4 separate regions of the Mus musculus genome follow, and all the other regions are linked to region 3. The links are chromatin contacts, called in public ChIA-PET, Hi-C and HiChIP or PLAC-seq maps. All regions are on one chromosome and are shown on one strand. The core of a region is the stretch at or near the end of the contact, and the rest is flanking DNA. Distances in the headings are between cores, read along the strand shown.

Region 1 (3,520 bases), core at 966-3,465, 870 kb before region 3:
GTGTGTGTATGTGTGTATGTGTGTGAGTGTGTGTGTGAGTGTGTGTGTGAGTGTGTATGTGTGTGTGTGTGTGCTGTGTGTGAGTGTGAGTTCATGTGTGTAAGTATGTGTGTGTGTGTGTGTGTGTGAGTGTGTGTGTGTGCTGTGTTGGAGTAGGGTGCACAGAGTGTGCTTGTCTGTGGAGATCAGAGGCTGATATAAGAATAGCTTCCTCAATTGCTCTGCACCTTGTGTGTTTATGCACTGTGTGCATGTGCCATGATACACACAAGAAAGTCAGAGGACAACCTGCAGGGGTCTGTTCTCTCCTTCCACCATACAGGCTCTGGGATTTGAACTCAGTTAGTGCCCTTAAACCCCATGAGTCTTGTCACTAGTCCTGCACCTCATTTTTTGGAAACTTCGTCTTTCACACCAACAGGAACTCACTGATTCGATTAGAATGGCTCCACCCATCTGACTACATCATCTCCCCACTCAGGGCTGGGGTTGCAGGTATGTGCCTGTGCACCTACGGTTTTTTTTTTTTAACTACTTGTTTTATTTTAGTCTTATTTGTGCTTGAGCATGCATTCGTGGCGTGTGTGTGTGTGTGTGTGTGTGTGTGTGTGTGTGTGTGTGTAAATGTGCATGTAACACCCAGTCTGACTCAGTGAAATAGCTCTGTTACTTATATCAGGATATATGCCCACGCTGAGGGCCTTTCTCTTCCCTGAGTGTGGTGTTTGTGTGGCCATGCACATGGGAGTATAACGGGTATGTGTATTGTGCGTGATGTTGGATTGATGGTGTGCTAATCTGGACGTTGGTGTTCTTGTGGGTCCGAATCCAACCCCATCCCCTCCAAAGGGTTCATATCATCCTGGACTGTGTCCTGTGTGGCTAGAATGTCCTAGAATGTCCAACGCTGGGTAGGCGTTGCTTGCACACTTCCATTGACTGTTCTCTGTGCTAAGGTATGCAGAGTGTCAAGTGCACCAGTGTATGTCAGGATCAATGTCAGGTGTGTGTGTGTGTGTGTGTGTGTGTGAGTCCCACACACAATGATGTGAGCTAGTGTGCATTTCCTGTTTTCTGGGCGCTGGATGACAGTGTCTGCCACCACAGGTGTTTACACATATGGGGCATCTCTCTGTGTTTCACATTCACACCCCCTTGTGTGTCTGTTGACGCATGTGTGTTGTGCCTGGTGATTCTTACAAATTGGTGTGCTCAGACCTGCTGTGTATTTGTGTGGCTCCTGGTACATGTCCCGTGTGGTCGTTGATGCTTAGCTCTTTGTATCGTAGAATATTATAGTGTTTTACTTGGTTTTGGTTTTGGAAACAGGGTCTCATGTGGCCCAGGCAGACCTTGAACTCATAGTTGACAATGATTGAGACCTGCTGATCCTCCTGGCCCCAGTTTCCTAGTACCAAGAGTCAGGCATGCACCATTGCCCACTTTATGCCATGCTGGGATCTACCTCAGAGAGTCTGTGATTCAAAGGAGCCCACTAACAGCTGCACTCCATCCCTGGTCCCACTTAAAAATTATCATTTAAGATTTATTTTTTTTTATGCGCATGCATGTATGTGAATATCAGCCACATGTGTCAGGGGCTCCCAAAAACCAGGAAAAGGGCGTCATCTCCTGGAGTTGAAGTTACAGGTGGTTTCAAGCCACCCACCCAGCAAGTAGGTGCTAGAAACGGAAGTTATACTCCTCTGGAGAGGAGCGCTCACTTTCACTCGCTGTGCCTGACTTTCCAGCCCCTCCCCCGCCCCACTTTGAATGTGTGACTGCGTGAGCTCAACCTTTGGGTGGCCCCGTGTGCAATGGGACGCTGCTGCCCTGCTAAGTGCTGGCGTGTGTCACACCATGTGTGTGTGTGGTGTCTGGGTGTGGCTGTGGGTTTCTGAACTTTCAGGAGTGTGAGTCACTTCTGTGGAGGTTGTGTGGTGTGTGCTGGTGTGTTGGGCTCCGTCTCCGGTCTGTCATAGGGTGCTCTGTGGTGTCTGGGTGTGGTGGGGGTTTTAGGTGTGTACCACAGAGTGCAAACGGTTGGAGAGTCACAACCTATTGTGTCAGTGTGTCTTTGCCCACGTGGATGAACTCTTCTTCCTTGCCCGGGACCACAAGACACACCCCAGCCCCTCCTTAGTCTTAGAAGGGAATGGGATAGCCAGCCTCCCCCTACCCAGGGACCTCCCCGTCCCTCCCCGCCCTGCCCTGCCTGCTGCAGTTACCACTCCCCAGAGGGCACAGGGCTAGGCTGTGCCTTCCAGCAAAAGTCCCAGAGTGAGCAGAACAGGCCGCTGGCCTGGAAGCCAAGCTGGCTGCCATTTGCGTACTGAGAGGTGGGGGACCCTGGGCAGGAAGCTGGCTGAGCCCCAAGACCTCAGGGGCCATGGGCGGGGAGCTGGTGACTGGCCTGGGGGCCCTGAGACGGAGAAAGCGCCTGCTGGAGCAGGAGAAGAGGGTGGCCGGCTGGGCGTTGGTGCTGGCGGGAACTGGCATCGGACTCATGGTTCTGCACGCTGAGATGTTGTGGTTCCTGGGCTGCAAGGTGAGTGGGGCCTTCCACCGAGCAGGGAAGGGACGGGGAGCCTGGTGTGAGGGAGGAGGGCTGGGGTCTGCACCCCTGGGTCTGAGGGAGGAGGGCTGGGGTCTGCACCCCTGGGTCTGAGGGAAGAGAGCTGGGGTCTGCACCCCTGGGTGTGAGGGAGGAGGGCTGGGGTCTGCACCCCTGGGTCTGAGGGAAGAGGGCTGGGGTCTGCACCCCTGGGTCTGAGGGAAGAGAGCTGGGGTCTGCACCCCTGGGTGTGAGGGAGGAGGGCTGGGGTCTGCACCCCTGGGTGTGAGGGAGGAGGGCTGGGGTCTGGACCCCTGGGTCTGAGGGAGGAGGGCTGGGGTCTGATCCCCTGGGTCTGAGGGAGGAGGGCTAGGGTCTGGACCCCTGGGTCTGAGGGAGGAGGGCTGGGGTCTGATCCCCTGGATCTGAGGGAAGAGAGCTGGAGTCTGCACCCCTGAGTGTGAGGGAAGGGGACTGGGGTCTTACACCCCTGAGTGTTAGAGAGCAAAGCTAGGAGATCTTATACTCCTGGGCATGAGGGAGGAAGGCTGGCATCTTCCACCCCGGGGTGTGAAGAAGAGAGGAGAGCTGGGGTGTGAGGGAGAAAGGTTGGGGTCTGCACCCCTGGGTGTGGGAGAAGAGAGCTGGTCTGGACTCCTGGGTCTAAGGGAGGAGAACTGAGGTCTTACACTTCTTAAGGTCTAAGAGAAGAAGGCTGGGTCTGGACCCCTGGATGTGATGGAGGTAGATGGGGGGTCTGTACCCCTGAAACCTGAGCTAGTGTGATATCGTCCTCCCCCCAGCTCCCCCCAACCTACACACACACACACACACACACACACACACACACACACACGCACACACACGTACGCACACATGGGAGACAGTTCTCAGTGTTAGCCTTTGGGTAAGTGTTATCAGACAGACCACTGGGGGTCTGGGCCTTGTTGAGGCCCATACAAGGCT
Region 2 (3,279 bases), core at 92-2,591, 520 kb after region 3:
ACCACAGAGTACTAACCTGAGTCCTTCCAATTCTAGGCCCTCTAGTTTCTTTGTCCATGAGAAGATTCTGTCCTTTCTTGTCACCATTTAGATCCCAAATCTCCTCTGGAAGCCAACTAGATAGCCTAGACCTCCCAGTACCAAACATACAAGTTGTACCTGCCCTCAAGGTTGACCCTGTAACCTCGAGGAAATGTAGGAGTTGGGGATAGGGGTTTCCAAATCTGCTGGTCTTTCATTACCTCCTAAAAGGCCACCTGGCACACACTGGAGAGTTCAGTCCATGTTTTGGGAGACTCTTCCCAGCCTTGGACACCCGTAGGTCCAAAGTGCCAGTCCACCCCCAGCACTAAGCAGATCTTATCCCATCCGTGAAGAAAATCAAAGATCTTCTACCCTTAAAATTCTCCCTGACCTGCACCCTAGGCCATTCTTCCGCTACCTGAAAATCCAGCTTTTGAGACTCAGCCCAAACGGTGGACTAGCATGGCTACCCCAAGCTGTCAGCTCACCGCTCGGCTAGAATCTCTCATTTTCCAAGACGCCGCCCCCCGACACCCCTTTCCCTAAAACGTCTAGTTCTTCCGACTTTTTCCAACTCAAAGCCACAAAACAGAACCCCAAAGCAGTTTCCAGTCTCCGAATCCCAGGATATAAAATCCTCCCCGCCCGCCCGCTAGGACCCTGGTCGCCTTAAAATAAAATCCATCCCCCTCCACACGGTTTTCCTTGCACCGAAGGCCAGGATCCGCCCTCAGGCTGCCCCGAGGCCCTGGCCGCAGATCCTTTACAACGGCAGGTGGCAGGATCCCTGGCTCCTCAGACCATCTCCTGGATCTCTGTGGAGTCGAGCTCCCGCGTCCCACAGCCCGTCCTCGGCCCGGACTCCAGGCTCCCCGGTCCCCCGCCCCGCGCACTCTCACAATGTCCGTCCGGCCCCGAGTAGCCGCCGGGCTCCGGGTGCGGCTGCAGCCCGGGCGGCGGTGGCTGCGCGGTCCCCTCCAGCTCGGAGCCCCCCTCGGTCTCGACCTCCTCGTTGTTGTGCCCAGGTAACCCCGGATCGTCGTCAGCCTCGAGCTCCCGTTCGTCTTCGGGCTCCTCGGCCTCTAGCGCCGCCAGCAGCCGCTCAGCAAGCTCGGCCTTCAGGCCGCGAGTGTCCAGGCCGCGGCGCTGCAGCTCCTCGCGAAGTTCGTTCACCTTCAGGCGACGCACATCCATGGCCCGGGCCCCCGGGGCGGCCCCCGAGCCTGGCCCGGCCTCCCAGGGCTCTGTCCCCCCTAAACCTTGCCTGTCAGGAGGCGAAGGGGGAAAAGGGGGGGCCACTCCAATGGCGGCGGCGGCTCAAGATGGCCGCCGCCGCCTCCTCCCCCTTGCCCGGACCGTACGATGTAAAACGAGTCTCAATTGGTCAGCGCATGGGGCAACGGGCGCGGGCCCGGGAACCAAGCCAATCACAGTGTGGCTTTCAAAAGAACGGTACTAGAGGGCTCAGGAGCTGCCTAAGAGGAAGCGTTAGCCTACGTTGAAGTCGCGGCCAGAGTGGAGGGCGGGAAAAGGCGAGAGGCGGAGCAAGCGCTGATTGGGTAGCGCTCGCGCGCCCGCTGCGGTACAGTCAAATGAAGGAAAGGGAGTAACGACTTGGAGCCATTAGCAGCCAGATCTCAGAACAACCGCCCAGTCTCTCCGCGCCGTGCTTCCCTCAGACTCTCTGTAAAACACATTCTAACTGGTCTTCATCTCACGCCCCCTCGCGGAGGCCAAGCGGGTAAAACCACCACAACCAATCAAATGCGGCGGGAAGAGGCCGGCCAACCCTCGTCTTTCCTGTTGCCTTTCGGGAACCGGAAGGAGATTAATTCACCGAGGCCCCGCCCCTTGCCGTTAGGGCGGTTTCAAAACAACCTGTTCGCCAATCGCAGTTACTGTTATATTTCACCACTGCCAGAGCTTGAGCGCTTTAGAAAAAGCGAACTAGATTGGCCATTCTTGAGAGGCTTGCCTCTCAAAGTTCTCCGTACAGCAGGGTATAATACGGAATGAAAATCAAGTGGATCTGTTACTCATCGTTTGTTAGAAACCCAGTTGCCTTTATGAGAAACAACAACAACAAAATTGGTCCTGGAGAGCGCTGAAGGGTTGAAAGCAGGGGCTAGGCTAACAACGGGAGAAAAGTTGTGTGGTAAATCGCACCCCTCCCTTTGATGCACAACCTCCCAGGGCGCTTTCTCTATGGTTGCTAGACAAGCCACTCTGCACGCAACCATAGAGCCTTCCCGCTCTGGGCATAGCTGCAGAAGTTCGCGGCTTTCCATCTCGAATCCATTAAACCGTTGTTGCTCAACCTCAATCTTGCTGTGTCTACTCTGACCAATTCGCACACGAGAATCCGTAATTACGACAGGTTGTGTTAATCCATACACCTGTCGCCCTTTGCTCAGAAGACAAAAACTTAGTGAAATAACACCGAGACGCACAACGCAAATGTGCACCGACATCTATAGCCTTAACTCCCAACAAAAGCCACAAACACTCTCTATTAGACACACGCAAACATCCCACAATAAATGAATAGGCGTGACAGGCCAAAAGCATCAATTCAGGATAAGACTTCAAACGGCAGTGTAGGTGTGGCACAAGCATGCAGCATCGTGCGACAAAGCTCAGCTAAGACAGTTCACGCTACAAGCTCACACCACAGCAACCTAGACACACAGCACCCACTCAGCAGCGGGACAGACACTCACGTGGGCCCGAGGTTCCAGTCCAGACACCCCGCCCCTCGCCCACGTCGGACTTCCTCTCTCCTCCCAGCTGACCACAATGATTTGTTTTTTGAAAGAAAAAAAAAAAAAAAAAACTTTGTGGCCCGGATTGAACTGTACCCAGTTCTCAGGAACCACCACCGGGGGGCGACCGGGCGCCGCATAGGGTTCTTGAAATGGTAGTAGTCACAGACTAGGAAAAAGTGAAGACTCGGATCTTTGTCCATCTGTGGTTCGAGGTGTTCTGGTCCATCTTTCCTCAACAATCTGAATGTTTGCCTATGTGAGAATCTTTTGTACTAGTCTGGGCATGTTAGTTTATTTTCTTCTTTATTAAGACAGTCTCATGTAGCCCAGGCTGGCCTGCATCTCTCTGTGAAATCAAGGTCAACCTTGAAGTCTTGATCTTTCTGCTTATACCTCTCAAGCGCCGGGATTATGTGCACCATGTTGGATTCTTGAGTGTGTGTAATGCTTGTTCTGTGTCTGTTACTAAAGGTTCTTCCTATTGCTGGTG
Region 3 (3,586 bases), core at 312-2,811:
TGCCCTGGCCCTCACTTGGGGATAAGGACTGGAGGGTTGGGGGTCTGTTACTCTTACCAACTACTCTACATTGTTATGGGCACTGGTCTGGCCTCTGTGTGCTCCAGAGTAGTACCTAGCCTGAGAATGGAGCTGCTCAACTCCACAACTGCTGAAGGCATATCCCAGCCTGATGCCTTTGAAGGAAAGCTTTGGTTTCCAATTCCCTGTCTCTGAGTAGCAGCAAGCCTAGTTGCCACTCTTAGGGACCCACTCCCTTTAGGAAACTTACCAACAAAGGCAATTTGCAAGGGGGACAGTGAGGGATATTTTGAAAAATACTACCACATGGCTATTTATTTTTTCAGAGCCAGTACCAGCCACTTCAAAACCATATTTTATAAGAGGTGTGACCTGTGCCCCCCCACTCCATTTTTGCTAAAGAACCCTGCTCCCTCACCTTGTTTTAAAAGAAAACTGACAATGAGCTTTCTTAGAAGCCTGTGTTTATTCCCAAGCTATTCTTATCTATAAACAATAGTGATTATTTACTGCCATCATCGAGGACTGACTACAAGTCTAAACGTTTTCAGTGGGTTAGGTGATAATGTCAGGCCGTATGGTTTAAACCTGGCCCTTTTCTGTGGAAACATTAATAATTCTGAATCGGTGTTTCTAAAGGATATCCTATCCAAATCACCAATTTTGATGGGAAGGAAACGAATAGCCCCCTTTTCATACAGGATAGTGACAGAAATCATATTCTTGTCTCTTAGGGGACAACAATCCTAGATCAAATTGGCAAGTAACTATGACCTCTGATCCTAGTCTCCTGTGGATGGCAACGTCGTCAAGTACTCGAGACCTTGATAACTGGAAGAATAGGACCTGTGACCTCTGTTTCTTGGGTGTTGGTAATTCTGAATCTAAACTCCAAGTGATGGTAAACCCTCAAACTCCTTTATCTCGGAGACAGAAAGCTCCGATCCTGGCTTAAAGCAGCACGGTGACCTCGAGCTTCTCTCTGGGTACATGAAAGAATCTGGTTGCCGTTTGATGCGCTTGGGAAACCCAGATCACCACCCCACAGGGCGCCCCTAAGTACTCACGGCCCAGCTTCACTCCCGGCGGCGGGAAGCTAGTGCCCGCGCCGGGGCCACCGCTGCCTCCTCCGCCGCTGCCGCTGGGGCCACCCCCGGAGCTCGAGGCTCCCACGCCCCCACCCATAGCCCCGACTGACGCTTTCCCGCCGCCAGTGCCTCCTGGGCCAGAGGCCGAGCCCCCGGGGCCGCCGCCACCACCTCCGCCTCCGCCTCCTGGCTCCGCGAACGAGCTGGTCCGCGCCCGGCCCGAGCCCCCAGGGCCGCCTCCCGAAGGCCCGCCGCCGCTCATGGCGCCGAGCGCAGGCCCAGGCCGCGGGGCTCGGGCTGCCTGGGCTGCCCCCGCCGCTGCCTCTGCCGCCGCCTCCCCTGGGCTCCGGCCTCTTCCAGGCCGCGCCGTTCGGGCTCCGGCTCCGGCCCAGCGCCCGCCGCGGGGCACGCCGGGAGATGAAGTCCCTCTGCCGTCGGCTTCGTTGTCACCACCCTCGACCCGCACAGCACTCTGGGAAATGGAGTTCTCAAACCCTCAGAGTAGCTGACTGCTGGGGGCGGGGTGTGACGGCTCGCGCTGCACACCGGGAAATAGAGTCCTGGCTAATGTCACCCGACTCTGCCAAAAGCTAACTTGGAAGCACTTTGAAAAACACAGTCAGAGCCACACACTCACTACACAGAGGAAAAAGCAAGTCCCTTAGAGTATCTCAGAAACGAAATCTTAGCCACTCCAATACTGAGCAGCATCCAAGAATGATGCACGCCGGGAAATGGAGTCCAGCCACCCACCCAATCTGTGGGCCATCGGTGACTTCCTGCACCGCGTGCATTCTGGGAAATCGAGTCCGCACCCGTGAATACTTAGTACTCTGGCTGTGAAGCACACTGGGAAATGGAGTCATCACCACGCCCTCACCGCATTGCAGGTGTAGAATGGTTGATAAAGCACTATAGGAAATGAAGTCTCAGATGCTCCTCAAACCTTAAGTAGATACTGTAACTGGAAGGAACTGATAGGAAGTAGAATAGGCATCGCGCTCTCTCAGGCCAGCTAGCAGCGTCGCAGTTCCTTCCGGGAAATGTAGTCGACACCAAGAGTTATGCGCGTCGCTTCAATGAGCCTGGTGTCTTCTGGGAAATGAAGTTCAATATTGCCTCACCATTGACGAGGCTGATGAGAGCTACCAGCAACCAGAAGCATGCTGGGAATAATCCACAGTAGACTCTGACTCTTCGTGAAGCTAGGCTCTGGGGCTTCGTGGGAGCTGTAGTCCAAAGGGAGTACTGTGGCTGAGAGTGTAGGTGAAAGGTTAAGGACAATTGTTCCCAAGGGAGACTATAATGTGTTACAATGTCTTCTCTGATCCCTAGGTCTAAGACCTAAACCGATAAGTGAGTGCTAGAAAAAGTAGTCCCAAGCAACCACATATAGAGAAGAGAATAACGTCTCCTTACATTCTCAACGGATTTAGTACAGTAAACAGTCCCGACTATGCCTCAGAACATTTGTTTTCCGATAGTCTACCTTTTTCCCTAGCAATATGGTTAGGACCAAGAAGATGAGCTGCAGGATTTAAAAAAAGAGAGAATTTCTGTCCTGAACCCCCAATTTTTTGCGTCTATCCTCTTCCTAGATTACAGGATTCTAGATAATCTGAATGAAGGGAGCCGACTACACGAAGGAGTTTCAGCTTTCTTGAGTATGTCGAGTCTCCTGTTAATCAATTAATACCCGGGAAAAGTCGCACCAAAGTAGGAAACTGGGGGCTGGGGGGGGGGCGCAGAGACAGAGGTCAAAATGCTGTCAGCTCTCGTGCCTCAGAAACGGAGTCTGTGCTCTACTTTACTCGCAGCCTGTGTTCGTCCTAATTGTTGGGGCTTTTCTGAAGCCTACAGTACTGTCTGCTCAGTCATTTCCCTATTGCAATTCTCAGTGGACACGGAATGGAGACAGAAGGTACTGCTAGCGCTTCTAAAGACTACGTTATCCAGAAGGCAACGCACGGGTACTTCCGCCCTCTTCGCAAAGCCTGCAGACGCTTCACGCTCGACTGTAGAGGGAGTTTCTGGAGTAACACAGTCGCATGGTGGCTGCCGCCCTCTGACGGCTGCTCCCAGTTGAAAAGTGAAGTCAAGCCCCTAGGTATAGGATCAAAGAATCTCACTAGGCTATGTAGCAGGATAGAACACATTATTTAACCGCCAGAACTCGTGGAACCTGCCCAGGGGACCGTTCTTGGCATTGAGATCTGTGCGGCACTGGAGAGCAAATTCAAAGATCTGTAAGATGTTTCCAAGTGTCTAAGCAGGTTCTAAAGATGTTTGGAGGAGTTGATGGGGGTCCATGAAGAGATTAAAGACTTTGATATAAGCAATGTAAAACAATTGTTTGGGGAATTATAGAGAACTCTCAAGGGAAACTTATGAAAGGTGTGAGGGAAAACCTCTGGGCTGCCATGAATGAGGAATGGCTAAGAAACACAAGGAAGAGACGTTGGCCTCGAGAGCCATGG
Region 4 (3,341 bases), core at 752-3,251, 780 kb before region 3:
CATAAATTTGGCTCTGGACCTGTAACATTCCAACTCTACGCTTAGTCAATCAACTTTGTAGAATGTTTTTAAATTTATTTATTATTATATGTAAGTACACTGTAGCTGTCCTCAGACACCCCAGAAGAGGGCATCAGATTGGTATAAGCCACCATGTGGTTGCTGGGATTTGAACTCAGGACCTTTGGAAGAGCAGTCAGTGCTCTTAAATGCTGAGCCATCTCTCCAGCCCCCAGCAAAAGCTTTTCAATTGACAGATTCTAGAGTTAGGAATGAATATGTTCAAGACAACCACCTTCTTATTGAGCATATACTACGCCTGAGGCCCTAAAGCAATCACAGTTTGTTTTCCTCCTCCATATGAAACAGGATCTCTCTCACTTCTCTCAGGGCTCCTCTCAGACCTTTGCTGTCTCAACCTTCCAGATGAGCTTGCAGCACAGAGAGGCTAAGAAAGACACCTGCTAATGATCAGTAAGTCACACAGCCCTCACAGTCTGGGGCCAGCCCCCTACTCTCTCAGTTAGGACCTCTTAGAGGAAAACTTTATTTGGGCATTTTTATTTTTATTTTTCACCTTTTACCTTATCTTGACATTAAATCAAGCCAAGCTGGGTGTGTGGCTCAGTGGTGGAGCCCCTGCCTAGCCTCCCCCAGTGAGGGGTTGGGGTGTGGCTCAGTGGTAGAGCCTCTGCCTAGCCTCCCCCAGTGAGGGGCTGGAGGCGTGGCTCAGTGGTAGAGCCCCTGCCTAGAATCCCCCAATGAGGGGCTGGGGGCATGGCTCAGTGGTAGAGCCCCTGCCTAGAATCCCCCAGTGAGGGGCTGGGGGCGTGGCTCAGTGGTAGAGCCCCTGCCTAGAATCCCCCAGGGAGGGGCTGGGGGCGTGGCACAGTGGTAGAGCCTCTGCCTAGCCTCCCCCAGTGAGGGGCTGGGGGCGTGGCTCAGTGGTAGACTCCTTGTCAATCCTGCAGGAGACCTTGGGTTCCGTGTTTCCCAGCTCAGGCTTCAGTGACTCGGTACTCACAGCAGTGACATCACTACTGTACGGGTGCTACTCATTGCTCTCTGCTCTCTCTGGTTCCCACTCATCAGCCACACTGAGCCGCTCTGAGTGATTCTTTGCCCTCAGGGCTTTTGCGATGACTCTTTCCTCTCCCTCAAAGGCTTTCTGTAGGAATCCACTAGACTTCTTGCACACCTTTCCTGGCTGCCCTCCGCATCACCCTCCCAAAGCAATTAAGCCATTTACCTCTCTCCCTACAGTTTGTTCCTCTTTCAACTTGTTTTTCCCCTGGTTTCCGACTGATGGGAGAGATTAGATAACTAATGTATCCTCCCCATCGTAATGGCAGAGGGTGGCGTCCTTGTGTTTCCTGCTGTGTTCCAGTTCCTGGAACAGTGCCCAGTACCCAGGAGGTCCTTGGTCAGGAGCTGAAGGAATTTTGCCCTCTAGTTTGGCAAGTTAGTGTTCCACATGATTTCCCTACATGGAATTGTACCGCCTCGGCCAAGGATGGTAGCGTGCCCATGATCCAGACTCGGGGGAGACTGAGGCAGGAGGTTCCTGAGTTCAAGGCTGGTCTTCATAGCAAGACTCTCTCTGGAGAAACTCAAATAAAACAAACTTTGAAAACATAAACTCTGATTGGTAAGAAATAGCCAAGGCTAGAGAGGATTCTAACCCTTGCTATTTGGTTGTCTTCCTTTCTCCATCATAGTCTCTCTCTCTCTCTCTCTCTCTCTCTCTCTCCCTCATCCCTCCTTCTCCCTCCCTCTCTCCCTCCGTTCCTCCCTCCCTCTTTCCCTCCCTCCTTTTTTGAGACTGCATCTTACTATGTATGGAAGGGGCAGAGTTTCTTGAACTATGGAAGAGGAAGGGCTGGGGGGGGGGGGCGGGGGCGGGGCGGGGGGAGGCGAGGCAACCCCTGGAGCTGACTCACTCTTTAGCAAACAGTGGGAGGAGCCCTAGGGTCACAAAACTGTCTTCTTCCCCTCGGTCAGTCTAGAGCAGAGGTGAAGGAAGAACCCATGGGACTCCCAAGGCGGCTGCTGCTGCTGCTGTTGCTGGCGACTACCTGTGTCCCAGGTAAGAGCTGCGTGGTGGCACCGGGCGTGAGCTAGAGGAGGATGGCCCAGCGCTCCACCCTTCTATCCAGCTATTCTCCGGGTGTGTTCTCAGGCTCCACGTGGCACAGTCAGACTCCCGCAGGCATTCATTTAGTAAACGCTGATCCCTGGTGCACAGTGCCTGGCACACTGGAGGACGCGGAGGAACAGAGAGGTTAAGAAGCTGGTCCAAAGCCTCACAGCTAGGGGTTGAATGATAACTGGACATGTGACCTCACAGCCACTCCCCACAGTGTTTTGGTCTGTGTGGGGATCCCACTTTGGGACAAGACAGGGGCTCAGGGGTCTACATCTCAAAGGTCCACAGAGTTCAGCGGGAGCCCAGGGCCTGTCCCTCGAATACACTTGTCTTTTACTATGTTATGTCCTCAGCCTTCTTCCTCCAGGAAATGCGGGGGAAATGGTGTTGAGAAAGTAGAGGGAAATGGGGAAGGAATTGAGTCAGGGTTTGGCACGGTGAATAACTCGGAAAGCCCTCTCTAGTCCGCGGGAGACCGGAGATGATTAATGGGGTGGGAAAAGATCTCTGGCGGGGCCTGGGTGGTCTGGGAGCTAGAGGGGGGAGGGGTGGGGGTGCAAAGGGGAGGGGCTCTTGTTGAAGAAAGGATATCTGGCACAAAGGGACCGGCTCTAAATTGCAGACCGGATCTCGGGGCTCAGACAGGACAGTTCTTACTGTGAAATCCAACCCCGGGAGGAGGGGACCCTGGAGTGGGGCTGCCACCTGGGGTCAAAACTGGCTGTGTGGTTCAGGACAGTTACTTAGCCTTTCTGTTCCTGGAACTTGTCTGGGAAATGGGGGCCAGACTAAGGCTAGGCTGGTGCAAAAGTTCTGATTAGAAACTGGGCAGTCGGGGGCTGGAGAGATGGCTCAGTGGTTAAGAGCACGGACTGCTTTTCCGAAGGTCCTTAGTTCAAATCCCAGCAACCACATGGTGGGTCACAACCATCTATAATGAGATCTGACGCCCTCTTCTGGTGCATCTGAAGACAGCTACAGTGTACTTACACATAATAATAAATAAATCTTTAAAAAAAAAACGAAAAAAAAAACTGGGCAGTCTGAGGCGGGGGGCTATAACATTGGCGAGACGTGGCCTAGGTGAAGACCTGCAGGAGGGACTTCGGTCCTGGGGTGGGACAAACGTTTGGGGGCTGAGGTGGGTCTTTGAAAGTGGTTCTCAACCTTCCGAATGCTATGATCCTTTAATACA

What was found. Hi-C and Micro-C count contacts between places; a contact is called where the count stands out from the background. ChIA-PET counts read pairs in DNA pulled down with a chosen protein or histone mark. HiChIP or PLAC-seq counts read pairs in DNA pulled down with a chosen protein or histone mark.
Region 1: an RNA polymerase II ChIA-PET map of memory CD8 T cells shows a contact between it and region 3, with 22 read pairs. The contact joins the promoter of Kcnn4 here to the promoter of Gsk3a in region 3. A contact is called at or near these places in 1 of 39 promoter capture datasets (fetal liver) and 4 of 115 datasets of contacts at active chromatin or transcription factors (bone marrow-derived macrophages, memory CD8 T cells, microglia and 1 more).
Region 2: a Hi-C map of muscle stem cells shows a contact between it and region 3, with 6 times the contacts expected there. The contact joins the promoter of Hnrnpul1 here to the promoter of Gsk3a in region 3. A contact is called at or near these places in 1 of 39 promoter capture datasets (pre-B cells), 3 of 484 Hi-C or Micro-C datasets (embryonic stem cells and muscle stem cells), 2 of 115 datasets of contacts at active chromatin or transcription factors (memory CD8 T cells and microglia) and 2 of 9 other capture datasets (liver and pancreatic islet).
Region 4: a contact with region 3 is called in a FOXA1 HiChIP or PLAC-seq map of pancreatic cancer cells. The contact joins the promoter of Plaur here to the promoter of Gsk3a in region 3. A contact is called at or near these places in 2 of 39 promoter capture datasets (neutrophils and pre-B cells) and 3 of 115 datasets of contacts at active chromatin or transcription factors (bone marrow-derived macrophages, memory CD8 T cells and pancreatic cancer cells).

Annotation. Positions count from the first base shown.
Region 1 is chr7:24,368,048-24,371,567 of GRCm38.p6, forward strand. It overlaps Kcnn4 (potassium intermediate/small conductance calcium-activated channel, subfamily N, member 4), which reads left to right and starts at 2,216. Exons shown (of 9, transcript NM_008433.4): 1 at 2,216-2,548. The coding sequence starts at 2,390.
Region 2 is chr7:25,753,418-25,756,696 of GRCm38.p6, forward strand. Hnrnpul1 (heterogeneous nuclear ribonucleoprotein U-like 1) reads right to left here and starts at 1,342. Exons shown (of 15, transcript NM_144922.3): 1 at 924-1,342. The coding sequence starts at 1,218. Axl (AXL receptor tyrosine kinase) reads right to left here. Exons shown (of 20, transcript NM_009465.4): 20 at 3,083-3,279.
Region 3 is chr7:25,236,290-25,239,875 of GRCm38.p6, forward strand. It overlaps Gsk3a (glycogen synthase kinase 3 alpha), which reads right to left and starts at 1,562. Exons shown (of 11, transcript NM_001031667.1): 1 at 1,089-1,562. The coding sequence starts at 1,371.
Region 4 is chr7:24,460,482-24,463,822 of GRCm38.p6, forward strand. It overlaps Plaur (plasminogen activator, urokinase receptor), which reads left to right and starts at 2,002. Exons shown (of 7, transcript NM_011113.4): 1 at 2,002-2,086. The coding sequence starts at 2,029.